Linked DNA regions of Mus musculus: region 2 is linked to region 1. The links are chromatin contacts, called in public ChIA-PET maps. All regions are on one chromosome and are shown on one strand. The core of a region is the stretch at or near the end of the contact, and the rest is flanking DNA. Distances in the headings are between cores, read along the strand shown. Region 1 holds the start of Eno1 (enolase 1, alpha non-neuron). Region 2 overlaps Rere (arginine glutamic acid dipeptide (RE) repeats).

What was found. ChIA-PET counts read pairs in DNA pulled down with a chosen protein or histone mark.
Region 2: a contact with region 1 is called in an RNA polymerase II ChIA-PET map of memory CD8 T cells, with 46 read pairs. The contact joins the enhancer-like site here to the promoter of Eno1 in region 1. A contact is called at or near these places in 1 of 39 promoter capture datasets (the HPC-7 cell line), 1 of 484 Hi-C or Micro-C datasets (bone marrow-derived macrophages), 10 of 115 datasets of contacts at active chromatin or transcription factors (the NIH/3T3 cell line, the SCID.adh cell line, T-cell acute lymphoblastic leukemia and 4 more) and 2 of 9 other capture datasets (adipose tissue and liver).

The regions. Positions count from the first base shown.
Region 1 is chr4:150,235,915-150,238,614 of GRCm38.p6, forward strand. It overlaps Eno1 (enolase 1, alpha non-neuron), which reads left to right and starts at 1,283. Exons shown (of 12, transcript NM_023119.2): 1 at 1,283-1,426.
Region 2 is chr4:150,516,365-150,519,064 of GRCm38.p6, forward strand. All of the region lies in intron 10 of Rere (arginine glutamic acid dipeptide (RE) repeats), which reads left to right. Among named protein-coding and RNA genes, the nearest start is that of Gm52709, 50 kb to the left of the region's middle. Within about 2 kb of position 1,252, at least 85 of the 459 cell types and tissues checked have an H3K27ac peak or open chromatin away from gene starts, as enhancers often do. A contact at or near this core is called in the HPC-7 cell line, the SCID.adh cell line, memory CD8 T cells and 1 more, where this site is marked.

The DNA of each region.
Region 1 (2,700 bases), core at 33-2,532:
CACTGACTGGCTAGCTATCATCACTTTTATTTTTTCTCTTTTCTTCATTTCTTTCTTTTTCTCTTTTCTTTTCTTTTCTTTCTTTCTTTCTTTCTTTCTTTCTTTCTTTCTCTTTCTTTTTTTTTTTTTTTTGACAAGGTCTCATCACTATGCCCCATCTGAATTAGAATTCACTATGTAGACCAGGCAGGCCTTGAACTCAGAAATCCGCCTGCCTCTGCCTACCCACAGCTGTGGTTAAACACCAGCTTTATTTTCTTCATCAGAAGGGTGAAATGGCTCCACCCTGCGCTTCCGGACGTTTGTCACATCATTGTGGAATATTACTAGTCTAGACTTTTGAGAAATGCGTCGGGACGACTTGAGTATGAGTCTCAAGAACTGGTAGGTCAAGAACATCGAGGCCACAAGCAGGGGAAAGAAGTATTAGATCTTTAAACAAAGGAACATTAACATGGATGAAGAATAAATCCACACTGAGCTAGTACACCAGAGAAGTAAGGAAAGTTCTAAAGTAGGGTGGAGTGGCTGGGTGGGTGTAGCACAAAGGTACTGCCTTATTAGCGTGAGCTGGACAGTAGGATTCGGTACCCTCCACACAGTAACAAATGATTAGGTAATATTAAGGGAAAGGTCACTTTCCCTTGGCTACCTCGGCCTGAGACTCACTACAGCAAGGACAAAAGGACGGGGTCACCTTGGCAGATGGCACCAGAGAGCCAGGACCAGCGGCGAGGGCGCTCAGTGCGCAGGCGCAGTATCCATGCATTTCCCCCTCATCCCCCCCACCCCCACCCAATTCCACGCGGGAGTGAGGCCCTCTGGCCGCGCATCAACGTTTCCACACCGCCGGGGGCTCCAGAACCTCCCGGTGGGGGGTTGGCCGGCTGGAGGGCCGAGCCGCGAAGGTCATCAGCAAGGTCGTGGGCCGGACGTGTGGCGCCGCAGCCACGCCGAGTGCGTGTGAGACTCGGAGTACGTGCGGCGGGCTCAAGCCCTCATGCCCGCCGCGCAGCCCAGCCCCGCCCCGCCCCGCATCCGGGCTCCGTAGACCCTCGGCCGGGCCCCAGGTTCCCAGCCGGAGGCTCGCCAGGCATTCCAGCTATGCCCCAAGCAGGCTAGGCCCAGAAAGGCAGGACAACCCCCGCCCCCGTGCCCTCGCCCCTAGTCTGGGCAGGCCGAGCGGCCGCCTCGGTCACGCTCTTCTATTGGAGTGATGGCACGCTGAGCCAATGGGGAGGCGGCGCGGAGGGAGGGCGGGCCCGAAAGGGGAGAACTGGGCGGGGCTTAACGAGCAGGAAAGGAAGACAGAGTGGGAGGCGCTTAGTGCTGCTCCGGTACAGGGTCGCGCTCGCGTCTGTCCTTAAGGCTCTCCTCGGTGTCCACGGCACCCTCTTTCCTTGCTTTGCAGCGATCCTACTGCCAGGTATGGTCCTTGTCTCCACCGGGGTCAGCTCTCCTACTAGCTTCGCTTGGGGACCCGGTGGGCACGTGCACCCACTAGCCTGGGCGGGAGCCGCTATCCGGGGAGCACTCGGGTCAGCCTCGTGGAAGGACGCAGGCTCTTGGAGGGTGGAGGTGTGAGCCCCACCAGTGATCACCGAGTTTCAGGGTTGCAATGTAACCGGGTTCCCAAGCAGACAACAGCAAATGCAGACCACGGATGATCGCGGCCGTGGAGAATAGAAAAGTACTTTCTGTGTAGTTAAGTGGAAGGTTTCAGAGGGAGGGAGAGCAACTTAAACCCCCGATGCTCATTAAATCCTTTCTCAGAATGGAAGGGCCAGAAATAAGGATGCCCAAGAGGCAGAGCGCCACACCCTAGTAGATCCTGCTGGGGCTGTAGCTCCTGGACCGCAATCGAGCGTCACTGGGCGGGAGTGGTCCAGCCCATCTCTGCTGTGGAATATTCCTGACCTGTGAGTGTCGGTTAGGTACTAAGAGTAGAGGAAATTGCAGCAGTCCCGTTGGATAATTGGGAAGCCCTCAGGAGACCTCGACGCAATTAGGCAAGAGCTACAGGTTTCCTGGGTGGCTACTAGCCGGCCGTGAACTGACTTAAGATGCATTTAAGAAAACTTCCTGTTCGTTCTGGCCTAGGCAGTGTGGTTCCTTGGCTGACTCGCTTTCGGGATAGACCACAGCTAGTCTGCTGATTAGCCTGACCGATAGGTCCACTTTTCTGCCCTTGGTCTGGCGTTCAATCCAGATAAAGACAGAGTGGGTGAGATTTTCTTCCTTTGGTTAAATACGTTTGCTGCCTAGCCTAAAGATCCAAGCTAGATAAAAAGGGTGGAGGGAGGGATCAACTCCTACAAGTTGTAAGGTCTTTGCAGAGCAAAGTGTGGCACGTGGGTGCTCCTCCGCCCCCATAAAGGAACCAGCCATGGAGATGCACACATGAAAGTGTAGCGCTAGGGATGCTGAGGCTGGAGGATCACTGAGTTCTGGTCAGTCTGGCATTCATAGAATCGGGCGAGTAAGAGAGAAGACAAAAGAGTATGGTTGAGGAATAGTAAGGTTTTGTAACATGGTAGGTAAAAAGTAGATACTTTATTCTTGGTGAGTGTACAAAGATCCTTTGTCTTAGAGAAGACAAAACCACAGAAGTAACTTCTGTGGAAAAAAAAGCTGCCTTTGCTTCAGTGCTTGCCACAAAAGATGTGAGGAACCTAGTTAGATAATAATAGCCTCTGAATG
Region 2 (2,700 bases), core at 2-2,501, 280 kb after region 1:
TTCCTTGCTTTTACAAAATTATTTTAAACTTTTTTTTTTTTTTTTTTTAATTTTCTTTTGTGGTTTCTCAGCCTTGGCTGTCCTTGAACTCATAGAGGTTCCCCATCCCCCTCCCTCTCCCGTCTCTGCTATCTCTGCCTCCTGAATGCTGGGATTAAGGGCAAGCTCCACCACTGCCTGTCTCATCTTTCTAAATTTCATTTTTTGGAATGTTAGTGATATTTAATTTTGTGCCAGTCAGAGAGTAATTGGTAAGATTTCAGTCTTATTTCCTTGAGGATTCTTCTCATTATTTTAAATTCTGTGTTTAGTGTCTGTGTGTAGGTATGTACATGTGAGTACAGCTATCCTAAGAGGCCAGGGGACTTGGGTCCTCTGGGGATGGACTTCAGCGTGGTTTGCAGCCACATGACGTACTCGGGTCCTCTGTAAGAGCAGTATGGGTTCTTATCCAGCAAGCTATCCCTCTAGTTCCAAAATTTCAATCATTTGCAGTTTGTTTACTGGCTTGGCATTTGATTTATATTGGGTAAAATGCCTCATATATTTTTAGCGTGTGTGTGTGTGTGTGTGTGTGTGTGTGTGTGTGTGTGTGTGTAAGAAAGAGAGATGGCTTTAAAATTGCAGGGCAGTGGTCTGGAGGTATTGTTCAGTGGGAAAAGGCCCTTGCCACCAAACCTGGTGACCTGGGGTTTGTCCTCCCAACTGATGTCTTAGAACCAACAAGTACATAATTGTTGGTACAGTATGAAAGGCCCGAATAATAGTCACTATTTTAACATTTTTAATGCTACTGTTAGCGCCTTGCTAGACCCTGTCCATTTGTGCAGTGGTTTTGAGGTTGTGGTTTGGGTTTGTGGACCTTTGTAGTACTTGCTTGTATTCACTCTTACACCTTTGAGAGAGGGGAGAGCTCTTTGTACCTAGTAATAACCTTTGTCTTGCTGCCTCTTGTGTCTGATTTCATCTGGGCTCTTCAGCTTTCTCATCTTTGCTGCCTCCAGCTTTCTCTAGCTTCTTATTTTGAATCTTGTCTCTGATTGAAGTAGCTCACTTGTCCTTTTGTGCTTTGTTGTTGTCTTGCGCTCTGCTCTGACAGTATCTATGGAACTCAGTCTTTTTGTTTGCTTATTGGCTGATTTCTTTTGCATGTTAAGGCAGAGTTCCACTGCACATCCCCATCTGCTCTGCAGTTGTCTAGGCTGCCTGTGCTAGCCTCTTATCTCAGTCACCCAAACGTTGCATTCGAGGTGTGAGTCACCACATGCTGCATATAACAACTTTGAACTGTGAGCTCTGTGAATTCCGGGTTGCTAAGCTACTAAGACCTTTGGAAGTGTTTCTGTGACCTAGGTAGTGTTAGCTTGTGTGTGGATGTGTGACATTTGATGCCATAAAGCATAGAAGCACCTTCTTATCCTGATGAGTTTGATTCAGCCATCTCTGCTGCTGCCCTTTACAAAAGAGAACATCTGCCATGCTGAATTATTTTTACTAAAGCGATACTATGCGGCTCCATTTTCTTCCTTTAAGAAAATAAACTTCTTCTAAGTAATTGGTTGCCATTTTTATGTTTACCTTTTCTTCCAGCACTCAGCATCTGTTTTGGTTTATACTTGATATAAGTAAAAGTTTACAATCATGCAGCAGAGATCACACCTCTGCCTAGACAGCGTTAGTCTCTGAAATGTGGCTGGCTGTTAGATATGTGGATGAAGCTTTTTACATAGTCAAGAGAGCGTGTGTTTGCTTGTTTCTTCATGCACACCCACATCTCCAACAAAAGACTAAAAGCTCCCATTGTCTGAGTGATCACTAAATTAGTCTGTTAGATAGTTAACAACAATTTGTTCACTGTCAGTTATTGATCCCACTGTTTTCTGAGTCCTGCCCTGCTTCCGGGCAGGTGGTGGAGAAAGGCTGAATGTCCCCTGTCTGGTTGGATAAACAAACCCAGCTCCAGGCTCTGTCAGAGCTGATCGTGGAGAACTTTGCAGAATCCACCGAGGAGCTCACCGAAAAGACTCCCTCACCTCATTTGCCCCTTTGTAGTCTGAAAAATACATCTTTAGAATTTTCCTTAGAGATTTTCTATTCTTTTATCTTATAAAATTACTGCATTGGCATCTCCCAGCCTGTATTGTTAGCTTCGCAGTGCTTTCGAGTATTTAGGGGGTATCTAATATTTAAGTTAGGTTTTTACTTCTGTGAACAGACACCTTGACCAAAGCAACTTTTTACTTTTTGGTTTTTCGAGACAGGGTTTCTTTGTGTAGCCCTGGCTGTCCTGGAACTCACTCTGTAGACCAGGCTATCCTGGAACTCAAAAATCCGCCTGCCTCTGCTCCCAAGTGCTGGGATTAAAGGTGTACACCGCCACTGCCCGGCTAAGGCAACTCTTATAAGGACAACTTTTATTTGGGGCTGGTTTACGGATTCAGAAGTTCGGTCTATCATCATCAAGGCAGGAACGTGGCAGTGTCCGTGGGGCTGGAGGAGCTAAGAATTCCACCTCTTGTTCTGAAGATAGCTAGCAGAAGACTGGCTTCCAAGTAGCTAGGATGGAGGTCATAAAGCTCAAGCCCACAGTGACACACCCACTCCAACAAGGCCACACTTCCAGATAGTGCCACTCCCTATGCCAAGTGTATTCAAACCACCTCAAGGGGTGTGGCGATTTCTAGTTCCAAATAAGGTACT